Linked DNA regions of Macaca mulatta: region 2 is linked to region 1. A link is a contact called in public Hi-C data. All regions are on one chromosome and are shown on one strand. The core of a region is the stretch at or near the end of the contact, and the rest is flanking DNA. Distances in the headings are between cores, read along the strand shown. Region 1 holds the start of MTHFD1 (methylenetetrahydrofolate dehydrogenase, cyclohydrolase and formyltetrahydrofolate synthetase 1). Region 2 holds the start of ZBTB25 (zinc finger and BTB domain containing 25).

Region 1 (6,801 bases), core at 1,336-3,835:
TTCCAAGTTCCTCTCTTCATTAAGGTTTCTGCTCAGGTCGGATGCCCAAAGAAATCTCTCTTACCACATTTCTGAGACAACACTCTCCCACCTCCCAGCATCACTGCCTATACTCTTAGCTTGCCTATTTTTAAAACATAGCATGTCATAATCTCTAAAATTAGCCTATGTATTTCTTTACTTGATCGTTGTCTCCTCCACCAGAATATGAGCTAAGAGCAGAAATTTTGCTGGTTTACTGGGGTATCTCTAGCATCTAACAGCAGTGCTGTTGGCATAGTGGCCACTCAATAATTATTTGCTCCATGAATGAATGATTTATGCAACTCATACATAGATACTGTCAAAACCCAGCCTGTTGAGATGGTAAAGGCGGTAGATTTAGAGATGAAACATCAGATATGGGGCCTATACCAGCTACAACTATGCAGCTTTGGGTGTTATCCTTCAAAGTCTATCCCTCTCTGTAAAATGGGGTTTCTGCCATCTTCCTCAACAAATAAGAAAGCTGGAATAGTCAATATCTATTTGGTAGTATAAGACAAAAGATTCACTATCTGTAATTTACCAGAAACATTTCCTTCAATTTTCTTCTTAATTTCACCTGTTTAGGTACAACACGAGTGTGTTTTACGGTTATTATTATGACATCATTATATTACTAAGTCTGTGCCTTTAACATATCACTTGTGCAAACTTTAAGAATAGTAACTTTAAGGCCACGCACGCTGGCTCATGTCCATTATCCCGGCATTTTGGGAGGCCGAGGCAGACTAATCCCTTGAGATCAAGACCAGTCTGGTCAACATAGTGAAACCCCAACTCTATCAGAAATAGAAAAGTTAGCTGGCATGGTGGCATGCGCCTGTGGTCCAAGCTACTCGGGGGCTGAGGTGGGAGGATCATTTGAACCCAGGAGGCAGAGGCTACAAAGACCGGAGATCCTGCCACTGCACTCCAGCCGGAGCAACACAGCGAGACTCCGTCTCAAAAACAAACAAACAAAAAACAAAACCAAAAAATATATATATATTAGAAATAATTACCAGAAACAGAAAATCACGAGATTATCTAATCCCATATATGGGGCTACTATAAATAACCTCAGAATTTAGAAATAAGAAAAAAATACTAAAAGCCCCCAAATTAATAAAAAATCAGTTTTAGGCCAGGTGCGGTGGCTCACGCCTGTAATCCCAGCACTCTGGGAGACCGAGGCGGGTGGATCACAAGGTCAGGAGTTCAAGACCAGCCTGGCCAAGATGGTGAAACCCCCTCTCTACTAAAAATACAAAAATTAGCCGGGCGTGGTGGCGGGCTAACTAGGTGGCGCCTGTAATCCCAGCCACTTGGGAAACTGAGGCAGAGAACAGATTGTACCCAGGAAGCTGAGGTTGCTCCATCCTGGGCGACAGAGTAAGACTCCGTCTCAGAAAAAAAAAAAAAAGTTTTAGATGAGCTCTGCCATTAGTTGAAACAGGCCACCGTCAGAAACAGCCTGTAAAAGAAACCTGGTATCTGGTCAAGTCCTAAGTGACCTGAACCAAGCATCTTCAGGACCATACTGGGATGACTGTAACCTGAGCGCAGTTCCTCCAGCAGAGCAGGAACATTCATCCGACTCAGTAACTCAAGGGGCCAGTCCTCTCCAGCATCCCAGCTGCCCTGTCAGGCTCCCCAGGCAATCGCCCATCTTATTCCCTCTCCAGCGTGGACGCCTAAGGGGAGGGAGCGTCCCTCCTCGAGGGTCAACTGGCATCTAGCTTATGAAGCCCGCTTGGATTCTCCAACCCCAGACCTGCGGCGGGGCGGGGACGTGGGGGTGACAAAATCTAGACTACGACCCTCCCTGAGCCCTGGCAAACACGGGGTGACCCCAACACCGAGGAGGCCATGAGCGCTACAGCTATGACACTCCTTCCAGCTCGGAGGGGCCTGAAACAGCGGGCTGCGCTTCACCCAGGGCTGAGCGTCAGATTCAGCTGAGGAGATTCTAAAAGCCCGGTACTGGGCCCAGACCCAGGCCCTCCAGAGCAGAACGCAGAGGGGCCCGACCCCAGTCTGGTGGCGTAGGTGTGTGACAAAGTATGAAGGCGCGCCAAGCTCTCCAGTTTCACATGTGCTGTCGAGTCCAGCGCCCGCCACGCTCCAGGGTGGGGACCCGCCCAAAACTCCCTGGAAGCCAGGCGATTGAGACCCCGCCACCGCGTCCCCAAAGACTGGGCGGATACTGGAGAAGCGCCTCCCGAACCCGCCAAACTGTCTCCCGCGAGACTGTCCCGCCCCAGCCCCGCCCCGTAACTCTACTCCCTGATTGGCTGGAATTGGGGCCGGGTACCAGAGTCCTTTCCAGCTTAGTCTTCGGCCGGGTTTCCCGCCGAATGCAAAGGCGCACTGTGGACTGGCTCTTTCTTTCCGCCAATCATATCCGCCAGCCATTCATCACCGATTTTCTTCATCTTCCCCTCCCTCTTCCGTCCCTCAGGCCCCAACCCTTTAGCTCTCAGCTGGTTAAGGGACACCGGGCCTTCCGGGCTGCGCATGCGCTGCCGCGTCTGCCAAGAAGCGGGCAGGGGCGCAGGCGCAGTAGTGTGATCCCCTGGCCAGTCCCTAAGCACGTGGGTTGGGCTGTCCTGCTTGGCTGCAGAGGGACTGGAACCTCGATATTGGTGGTGTCCATCGTGGGCAGCGGACTAATAAAGGCTATGGCGCCAGCAGAAATCCTGAACGGGAAGGAGATCTCCGCGTAAGCACCTGACATTTTTGTTGAGTGTGGGGCTGTGGACTAGGGCTCTGAGGGTGTACAGGTCCCCCGGACCCATTTTTTGCGGGAGGGACACTTGTAACGGAAGAGTTAGGCCTATAATACCGGAAGACCTGCAGCCAAAGAAGGAGATCCCGAGCACAACCTGCATTTGCAAGTGGACTGCTTAGTGGCTGTAAGCCGCTGGCTCCTGTGCTTCGGGGAAAAGTCCTGTGCCGACTATACTCCCAAACGCGCAGCTGCTGGTGACTTTCTGCCGAGAGAGAGGGTAGTTGCGGCTTCCTGGAGACCCCCTAGTCAGAACTCAGAAATCCAATCTACTTAGTTCCCGTTAATTTGGAGGTGAGTAGATGGAGACTAGTGAGGTGACAAGGCTTGACAAGACCACAAGGCTGATAATGACAGAGGGTCCTTCCAGCTCATAGCTTTTCCCACTATATCATGGTCTTATCATATGCTAAGTGAAATCTAATACATTTTTCCTTTCTCTTCAATCTCGTGCTTCTCTCTAACAGCCATCTCTGTGCCTTGGTCCTAGAGTTACTTGAAACTTAATTTGGCTCCTGAGTCCTGAGAATATTCTGCATTCCACTTGACCTCTGCCTGTTCTACCCTTGCGGGACATCTGATTGCTTAATTAGTGGGTATCGTTGCCATCTTTACTCCCAGGAAGTAACACTGGCAGCTTTTTGTCTGGGAGGTGACTGGTGAGGAAAAATGAGAGTAGAAGGAAGAGGGAAAGATATATTCTATCTAGTAGAGGAAGGAGGGAAAGATATATTCTGTGTGACCTTACTGAGTTTGCTCTTGGGACCTTTCACATCACCAGTTATTTAAGTAACTGTTGCCAGTCACAGCAGTTACTAAATTGTAATTGTCCTGTAACTCCTAACTTTGTAATAGAGGTTTTTGAGTGAATTACAAAGTCATTGGTGGTGAAAAGGCTGGGCCCAGTGTCTCATGCCTGTAATTCCAGCACTTTGGGAGGCCAAGGCAGGTGGATCACCTGAGGTCTGGAGCTCAAGACCAGCCTATCCAACATGGTGAAACCCCATCTCTACCAAAAATACAAAAGATTAGCCGAGTGTGGTGGCAGGTACCTGTAATCCCAGCTACTTGGGAGGCTGAGGCAGGAGAATCGCTTGAACCCGGGGCTGGGGGGGGCGGAGGTTGCAGTGATCGAGATGCACCTTTGCATTCCAGCCTGGGCAACAAGAGCGAAACTCCGTCTAAAAAAAAAAAAGAAATCACAATACTTATTGCTTAGTGCTTTTCAAATGTGGCTTGCTAAACTGTATTTCTGCGTGACTTTTCTTTTTTGTTTGCCAGTATTCGAACTTCCTTTTCCAGTGGCTTTTTTTTTTGATATAAAAATCTTCCTTTTAGAAGGACTGTGAAGAGATAATTCAGTGCATAATAACAGTGTAGATAATTTACTGCAAAAATAATGCACCTTGGCCGGCACTGAGAACAGGTGCTCACTGAATATGCTTTCGTTGATTGGAGAGCAAATTAAATATGTTTATCAACTCCATAAGGGCAAATACATGTATTGTCTTATTTTTGTCTATATCCTAAACACCTAGAAACCCTCTTTCATGCCTTACTACTTGTGTGGTTTTAAGCAAATTAATTAACCTCTCTGTGCCAAAGTTTCCTCAGATGTTAAGTAAAAGTCATGTCTAGGTCATTGGGATGTCAGTAGAATTAAATGGGTTCCTAACAGATGATCATTTAGAATTCTTTCTGGCACATGATAAGTATTCGATATATGTTGTATTAATGATCAGTAATTAGTTAATGTATATATGAATGATTCATTATCTTTTTTTTTTTTTTTTTTTTACGTGGTAGCTGCTGCCTTGAGATCTTTTTTTTTTTTTTTGAGATGAAGTCTTGCTGTGTCCAATTTGGCTCGCTGCAACCTCTGCCTCCTGCGTTCAAGCAATTCTCTCTCTCTCACATCAGCCTCCTGAGTAGCTGGGATTACAGGTGCCTGCCATCACGCCTAGCTAATTTTTTTTTTTTTTTTTTTTTTTTGAGACGGAGTCTCGCTCTGCCGCCCAGGCTGGAGTGCAGTGGCCAGATCTCAGCTCACTGCAGGCTCCGCCTCCCGGGTTCACGCAATTCTCCTGCCTCAGCCTCCCCAGTAGCTGGGACTACAGGCGCCCGCCACCTCGCCCGGCTAGTTTTTTGTATTTTTTTTAGTAGAGACGGGGTTTCACCGTGTCAGCCAGGATGGTCTCGATCTCCTGACCTCGTGATCCGCCCGCCTCGGCCTCCCAAAGTGCTGGGATTACAGGCTTGAGCCACCGCGCCCGGCCTTTTTTTTTTTTTTTTTTTGAGATGGAGTTTTACTCTTGTCACCCAGATTGGAGTGCAATGGTGTGATCTCAGCTCACTGCAACCTCTGCCTCCTGGGTTCAAGCGATTCTTCTGCTTTAGCCTCCCAAGTAACTGGGATTACAGGTGTGCCACCATGTCCAGCTAGTTTGTTTGTTTGTTTGAGACAGAGGTTCACTCTTGTTGCCCAGGCTGGAGTGCAGTGGCACAATCTCGGCACACTGCAACCTCCACCTCTCAGGTTCAAGTGATTCTCCTGCCTCAGCCTCCCGAGTAGCTGAGATTACAGGTGTGTGCCACCCCGCCTGGCTAATTTTTGTATTTTTAGTAGAGACAGGCTTTCACCATGTTGGTCAGGCTGGTCTCTAACTCTTGACCCCCCATGATCCACCCACCTCGGCCTCCCAAAATGCTGGGATTACAGGCGTGAGCGACCGCACCAGTCCTAGAATTTCTTAAAAATCCAGCCCACTTCCCACATTCCATCCTGCGGATTAGGAAATCACTGGAGACCAGAAAAGTGGTGTGATTTGTCCAAGGGTGAATGGCAATGGCTCAACTAAAACTAATGTCTTCACTCAGTATATGATGTTTTTCATTCTAACCAGCACTTACTACTTGCTAAAAGGAATTTCATAAGCTTTTCTTTCTTTCTTTCTTTTTTTTTTTTCCAGACAGGGTCTCGCTCTGTTGTTTAGGCTGGAGTGCAATGGCACGATGTTGTCTCACTGTAACCTCTGTCTCCTGGGTTCAAACGATTCTCCCACCTCAGCCTCCCAGGTAGCTGGGACTACGGGCATGTACTACCATGCCCGGCTAATTTTTGTATTTTTAGTAGAGATGGGGTTTCACCATGTTTGTCAGGCTGGTCTTGAACTCCTGACCTCAGGTTTCACCATGTTGGTCAGGCTGGTCTTGAACTTCTGTCCTCAAGTGATCTGTCCGCCTCTGCATCCTAAAGTGCTAGGATTATAGGCGTGAGTCACTGCGCCCAGCGCTTTGCTTTTTCTTTGTAGTCTTCCTCTCATTACCATGTTTCCCACCCTGCTGAGAATGCTATCCCTGACTTTTGTCCTCTTCTATTATTCTCCTTTTATACCTTCCTGGGATCCCGAACATTGACAGAGTTCAGCATTCCAGATTCCTTCTCTACCTGCTCTACTCTGTGGGAAACTGGGTACTTACATGATGGATTTAGTTGCCAAATTATCTTTCTTTGGAAGTAAAAGCCCCATTTCTTCCTTACAGGGAATTCTAAGGTTGCAGCCTGAATTTGACAACTGGGGGAAGGTCCGAGAGGTAGAGACAAGTATCTGTTCTTTGTGGGTATTTATTCACTTACTCAACAAATAGCTGTGTGTGTCCTCTAAGCCAGGCAATCTTCAAAGCTCTGAGACTCTTAACAGTGAACAGCCCAAATCCCTACCCTCATTAAATTTGCATACTGATGGGTAGAGACAGACGTTGAAATAGGTGAAACAAATTGTGAGCTGGTGAGAAGCACAAAGAGAACACCAGAGCAGAAAAGAGGGACAGGAATTTCTGTGGCTTGGTGGCTGCAATTTTAAATATGGGAGTCATAGTCTTTGTAAAAGTGACTTACGGGCAAAGACTTGAAGGAGGTGGAGCCATAAGCCTGCCAATTTTGTGGGGGAAATAGCTCCTGACCAAAAACACAGCCTGTGCCATGGACC
Region 2 (6,801 bases), core at 2,615-5,114, 130 kb after region 1:
CTTCTAACTCCCATCTAACCAACATGACATTGTAGGATGCCTGATAAAGCCAAGCACACAAGAAAACTAACAACAGTGAGCACAAATTGTTAACAGACCTTTAAAAAAAAATCAGAACCCGGAGAAAGAAAGGAAAAGATTCTTCTTAGTCCATTAAAGACCAAATTTCTAAAAGAAAAAATAAGGTACTCGAAGGACAGGAGAAAGCTGGAAAATTACAATGCTAGTACAGACCTAGACAGTACAGACAAGAGTAACTAAAACTTCTGGATACAGGTAAACCAATATTTCTTTCGCAATGGAACGGTACTCCCATGAACCCATTACTCAAGTGGGCTAATAAAACCCTTTGCTTAAAGTGCCTGGAGATTTCAGGAAAAACAAAACATCCATGCATGACTGATTTGTAAACAGAGAAGAAATGAATTAGAAAAATATCAAAAATAACTGAAAACTCTTAAGTACTTTTTCTCCCAATAAAGTACACACGCACACACAAAAGAGAAAAAATTCCTGTTAGCAAAGGGAAAGTAGAAGTGTAAATAAAAGCCTGTAATCCCAGCACTTTAGGAGGCCGAGGAGGGCAGATCACCTGAGGTCAGAGTTCAAGACCAGCCTGACCAATATGGTGAAACCCTGTCTCTACTAAACATACAAAAATTAGTTGGGCGTGGCGGCAGACACCTGTAATCCCAGCTACTTGGGAGGCTGAGGCAGAAGAGCTGCCAATAAGGGGGAAAAACTCAAATGTCCATGGATAATCAAATGGATAAAGAAAATATGGGCCAGGCACAGTGGCTCACACCTGTAATCCCAGCACTTTGGAAGGCCAAGGTGGGCGGATCACTTGAGGTCAGGAGTTCAAGACCAGCCTGGCCAACATGGCTAAACCCCGTCTCTACTAAAAATACAAAAATTAGCCAGGTGTGGTGGCAGGCGCCTGTAATCCCAGCTACTTGGGAGGCTGAGGCCAGAGAATCGCTTGAACGCAGGAAGCGGAGGCAGCAGTGAGCCGAAATTACGCTGCTGCACTCCAGCCTGGGTGACAGAGGTAGACTCTGTCTAAAATAAATAAATAAATAAACTAGAAGTATAAATAAATTTAATAAATAATCCTGAAACTGGTGTTTGCTTCAAACACTTTCTTCTTCCTCCTCTATCCCTAAGCAGGTTCAAATAGCAGTATCTTTCCTTTCTTAAGGAGAATACTGCTATTCTGGTTATTTTCAAAACCTATTATTATAATAAATACTATATGCAAGGCCTTGTGCTAAGTGCTGTATATACATTATCTCTTAAAATCCTCACTGTGATGACTAATGTATTATTTTCATTTCCATTTTACAAATGAGGAAAAATCCTATGCTTAGGACACACAATCAACAAATGGTATAAAGCGGAGATAAAAAGCCAGGTCTGTCTCCATAGCCTGTGCTAATAAACTAGAGCAGTATTTTCTCAGCTTTCTCTCCTTAAAAGACTGAAGTTCACATGCTATTTGGAATAAATATGCAGAAAAGGGGCACAGGAAGTGGTGTAGAAAGAAGCACTTTATAACTTATCAAGATAAGAGCACCTGCACTGCTTGTTTAAAACAAGGAAAAACCCTGCAATAACATAAAACCCCCAACTCTTTTCTGGCCCTGTTATTGCTAAAACGGACAAGTTGGTCAGGCACCACCTACGGACCATAGTAAATAAATCACTTTGGTTCAGTGGTGGGGAGGGCATTATGCAACACTTCCCAGCACAGCCCTGGCCAGGATATTTTACGGCCAAGGCACTTGGGCCCCTCCTCCCCAGCTAGACAGCCTGGCTCCTTCACATTCCCCTCAGGAGATAGGGTGGAAGCTCACAGCTCCATTTTGTAAGGCATAGAGGGCAGCTGAAAGTCCTGCTTGGCCTCTCTGGGCAACCACAGGCGCCAATAAATCAGCCACAGGCGATTCTCTCATTCCCTTCCTGGCTGAAGCAGGAGCAAGACATAATGCAAAAGAGCACTGATTGGACTTGAGAGATAAGCGATCTAGGCTTAAATTCTACTGCAAATGACTATATCACCACAGCCCAGGTAATGGCCTGTTTCCTCAGGCTTGTAACATGAAGACAGTACCATCTCCTTTTTGGTAAAGATACAAAGTTCATTTATGAAAGCAGCTAGTATGATACTTCGCCCACTGCAAGTATTCAGTAAACAGCGGCCAACTTGAGCAGAATCCATCTCTAATACATGCAAATAAGACATTCAAGGTAGGACTGGACAAAAAAGGTGTAGCAGGTTATGTGGGTTCCTCTCTGCTTTCTTCCTGACCATACCTTGATATTTCATTGATTGCCAGCTCTCAGAACTAATCTATTCCATGTCCTATCCCATCAGTGTTCTGTTCCCTGTTAAGGAGCTGATGTCCGATAACGGATTCATGATTTGCCCTTAACTAAAATATATGAAGATTGTTAAAGAAGACTTTGATGCCTTAACATAAGGAAGCAACCAATGCTGCAAATAATGGTTATTCTTGAAGAGAACAGCAATGAAATTTTCAGGGGTGGCTGAGGGGTGAAGGCTTTTAGTTCCAAAAATACACCATAGCTGGCCTACCTCACTAGAAATACTATCAAACCCACACAGTGGCCATGCCTGATTTCTCCATAATCTGAATCAAGCCAAGTATAATGACCTCCGCCGGATACATTCTCTACAGGTGAGTGGGGTAAACTGGCACTGCGGTCCTGGCATAGTGGAGAGTGCAATCACCAAGGTGTCTGGAGCCTTGGAGTCTTAGCTATCAAGAGGTGTAGCTAGCTCCAGTTACATCACGCTCTTTAGGCCTGGTGTCTTCTCTGTGATGATCAACAGATTTTCTGTAAGGCACCGCTCAGCTCTAAAACGTGAGATTCCAAAGTGTACTCTACACACTTGATAGTCTTGTGAGAGGATCAATAGCTCTGCCAGACGAACTTGAGTTTCAAGAGAAAGAATGCCAAATTTAATCCCTTGGGGGAGACCCGGGCGCTGACTGTTGAAAACATGCTAGGTGCTGTCAAGTTCCAGGTACTACGCTGTGCTATGCGCTGCCTCCGCAACTGATAACACCTGATTACTCCAAATAATGAGTGCCAGAGAAGGCGGTGATGGGTCAAGCTTCAAAAAGAAAAACTGGATTTGCTTAGAACAAGATAAACATTTGAAGACAGAAAATAAATTATGAGGGCGCGGGGAAAGTCTTCTTGCCCTAGAAACTAGGTAATCACAAGCTGGGAGTGGAAACACTAGCCGCAGCGTCCTCGCAGCATATGGAAAGTCGCCCGCTCCTAAGAGCGGTGGGCGCCAAGCGGGGGAGGCCGCAGGCCTATTGGGGTTTCCTGCTAGGGGTCGCACCCGGACCCGCAGCACGGACGGCTCCGCACCTTCAAGGCACCCCGTGTGCCACCCTGAATCAGGCCCCGGCGGCCGCTCCTAGCAGCAGCAAAGGGTGGTTCTGGGTATTGTTGGCCCAGCGCTCACTCGCGGATGTATTTTCCTCCTGTGCCCTGCCTGACATCTCAATGGGACCAAAAACACCCCTCTCCCCAGCTACTTGCATCTGTCCCGCGACCGGTGCAGCTGCAGGCCGCCGCCCTGGGCGGCTCGCGGCGGGAGGGACTGAGACCGGGGCAGCCCACAAGGGCTGGGCCGCGTCGCTTACCCAGATGCCGCCGCGGCGGCAAGCCGACTCCTCCGTGCAGGAGGGGCGGGCTCCCAAGCCGCGCACAGCAAGCGGTGGAGCCGGCTCACGCACCCCGCGGCTGGCTCTCGCGCGGCTTCCCGCGCCGGCAGCCCGCGATGGCCCCACGTGACCGCGTGTCTGGTAGCAGGGGAACGAGGGGCGCCAAGGCCAGGGTGTGCGTGCGTGCGTGCGTGCGTACGTGCGCGCCCTCCCGCCCGCAGCCGGGCGGGGGTCGGCCCGCGCTCTGAGCGCTGCCGCTACAGTTCGCAGTCGTGACTCTGTAGGCGGAAGCACAGGGACGAGCCTGAGCGTCACAGGCTCCCCACAAACAACCGCGTGACCCGGGGACTTTCCCCAGGGTGTGCAAAAGCACAGGCACCCCCTCAGTTCTGGGGTGAAGGTGGGGGTGGGGAAGGATGCGCCCGCGTGTTCGCTGGGGAAGGGATGAGGGCGCGGGGCCAGGGAGGCCGAGCCGCGGGAGCCTGGGTGGAGAGGCGGACTGGGCGAGGTGGGGCATGGCGAGGGAAGTGACTCAGGGCCAGAGGCGGACAGGCCCACGGAAGGTGGGGTGGGGGGAGCGCGGGGACTAGGCGACCCTGAACCGACCGGACAGAGCGAGGTTTCCGAAGCACTCGAGGCGGACCGCGAGGGACGGCCCAGCTGCTGGGCCCAACGGGGCAGGGGTCTGACATCTGGACAGAGTGGGAAAACAGCCGCGCATACTGCCCTGGGGAGTCGGGAGGAGCCCAGTCACATCCAGCTGTGCAAACAGGAGGAGGAGGAGGTCCCAAGCCTACCCTTGAGAGAGGGGCGAGAGGGGTGGTCAAGCCGCCGCTGCCGCGACAGCCCCCGCGGTGCGGGTTGCGCCAGCCTCCTCGGAGCCCGACGCAGAAACTTGTTGCAACAAACAGGCGACCGCGGGTGCCCCTAGCAGCCAGCGGCAGAGTGGGTGGGCGGGCGAGAGGGAGGGGAAGGCTGGCGGACGCCGCAGCGAACTGGTGGGCAGACCCGGAGTCGCCGCGTAAGCGGGGCCGGCTCAGTGCGGTGCGGCAGGCGCGGCTGTGCGGCAGCGGAAGTCCTTTGTTGCAGCACAGTCCCTGGCAGAGCCAGAGCCTCTCCGCGCAGCCCAACCCGAGCGCCGAGCGCCGAGCGCCGCCGCCACTGCAGCTCGCGGCCCCTTCGCCTCCGCCCGCCTTTGCCGTGGCTGATTTGCCTTAAACTCCCTAAAATCTCCGCAGCTCTGGTTCCTGCTGCGGCCGGTAAGTATTTGCCAGTTGTGGGGCTATTTGCGCAACTTTCGCCCGGGCCGGAGGGCGACGGGCCGCGGGCCTGGCGGAGTGCGGGGCCGGAGCGGCGCCGACCCGTGCGGGGAGCCGGAGCGCGGCGGACGCGTTGCAAGGACCCGGTGACGGGCGGCTGCCAGGCCGCCTGCTTGTTGCCGGCGCGTCAGGTCCCGGGCGTGCGGCCTCCCTGAGTCGGAGGCAAAGCCCTTACGGAGACTAGTTCCCAAATTAGTTACCTTCTTTTCTTTCTTTCTCTGCCTTTATTTTTTTCGAGGGGGGGAGGGGAGGTGTAGACGGGAGGCGGGAGAACCCGGTTGATTGACGTGCCTGGAGCCCGCTTCTCTCAACTTACAGCTGCGGCTCCGCGGCGGGTGGGAGGGGAAGTGTCCCGGAGCCCGAGGCTGCAGACTTGGGCGCGCTCCGAGGGAGGAGGCGTAAGAGCCGCAAATTCTTGCTACGCTGTTTCCCACCCCCTCTCGCCGGCACACACGCTTTTTGTTCAGTAAAAAGTGGAAGGTCTGAGTTTGGGAATTTTAAGTGGAAAAGATCTGTTTCCTGGGAAGGAAGTGCTTTCGCTTGCAGCGGTGGGCGCTTACTTAGAAGTTCGGTAAATATGTTGGATGCAGATCGGGAGTCGTTTACTACTAAAGTATGTAGGCAAGGTCTGAGCTCAGCCACCCCACCCAGTCTCCCTTTCTACCTAAGCAACGCGTGTACATGATCTGAAGGGTTGACATGACATTTTCTAAATTGGGCGCATCAGGAAGAGGTTGATGAAAATCCTTGACGTTTTCCGGGGATAGGACATTTGTATGTGTGTGATAATGTTCTTAAATCGAGTTTCAGTGTGGCGGTGCACGCAGATTCTTCATTGGTGTTAGTGTTTCCATACGGTATGTATCACTACAAGAACAGTGTTCCCTTTGACACTCGAACCCAAGGAATGGTCCGAGGCTTTTTGAGGCAACCTAGGATCAATGTCTTGAGTTGAAGTTGGAGGCACTCTGAAGCAGATTTGGTGAAGGATGCAGTTCTTGTAATTTACAGAGCAATCACAGTCTTCTTTGAAACGGAGAAATTAGATTCTATGAAATTTTATCAGTGCAGATAGATATGATGTGGAGAAACGGGGAAAATTGAGTACAAAAAGATGAGGCTTGAATGATGGCTGGCCATCATTTGCTCAGAACCTCAAAACTTTGCTTTTGAATCACTTGCTGGATATCTAATAAAGTCTCAATAATAACTGGATGACTTTGGGAGCTAGAAAGCGGCTTACTCCTCTTAAAGAAACAGGAAACTGGGCCGGACGCAGTGGCGCACGCCTGTAATCCCAAATGCCGAGGCGGGTGGATCACCCGAGGTCAGGAGTTCAAGACCAGCCTGGCCAACATGGCGAAACCCCATTTCTCCTAAAAGTACAAAAATTAGCCTGGCGTGGTGGCGGGCACCTGTAATCCCAGCTACTGAGAAGGCGGACGCAGGAGAATCGCTTGAACCCGGGAGGCGGAGGTTGCAGTGAGCCGAGATCGCGCCACTGCACTCCAATCTGGGCAACAAGAGTGAGACTCCGTCTCCAAAAAACAAACAACAACAACAAAAACCAGGAAACTGAAGCCTGGTGGAGGTGAAATGCTTTTACAAAGGTTAGTAGACACAACGTCTACAGTAGAGCCTTCAGTTAACCTCTTACATTCATTTTATGAGCAGTCTTTCTCCATTAATACCACATTTTCATGGTATTGAATAACTCGGGTAGAGCAGTCTTTCCTGAAGCCTTTCTATTCTTCCCACTCCTAATATGATGGCCT

Evidence for each region. Hi-C and Micro-C count contacts between places; a contact is called where the count stands out from the background.
Region 2: a contact with region 1 is called in a Hi-C map of liver, with 1.8 times the contacts expected there. The contact joins the promoter of ZBTB25 here to the promoter of MTHFD1 in region 1. A contact is called at or near these places in 2 of 14 Hi-C or Micro-C datasets (fetal cortical plate and liver).

The regions. Positions count from the first base shown.
Region 1 is chr7:137,476,960-137,483,760 of T2T-MMU8v2.0, forward strand. MTHFD1 (methylenetetrahydrofolate dehydrogenase, cyclohydrolase and formyltetrahydrofolate synthetase 1) reads left to right here and starts at 2,586. Exons shown (of 28, transcript XM_077941126.1): 1 at 2,586-2,746. The coding sequence starts at 2,706. It also overlaps the pseudogene LOC144329788.
Region 2 is chr7:137,600,696-137,607,496 of T2T-MMU8v2.0, forward strand. ZBTB25 (zinc finger and BTB domain containing 25) reads right to left here and starts at 3,865. Exons shown (of 3, transcript NM_001194209.1): 1 at 3,687-3,865. It overlaps ZBTB1 (zinc finger and BTB domain containing 1), which reads left to right and starts at 4,790. Exons shown (of 3, transcript XM_015143886.3): 1 at 4,790-4,966.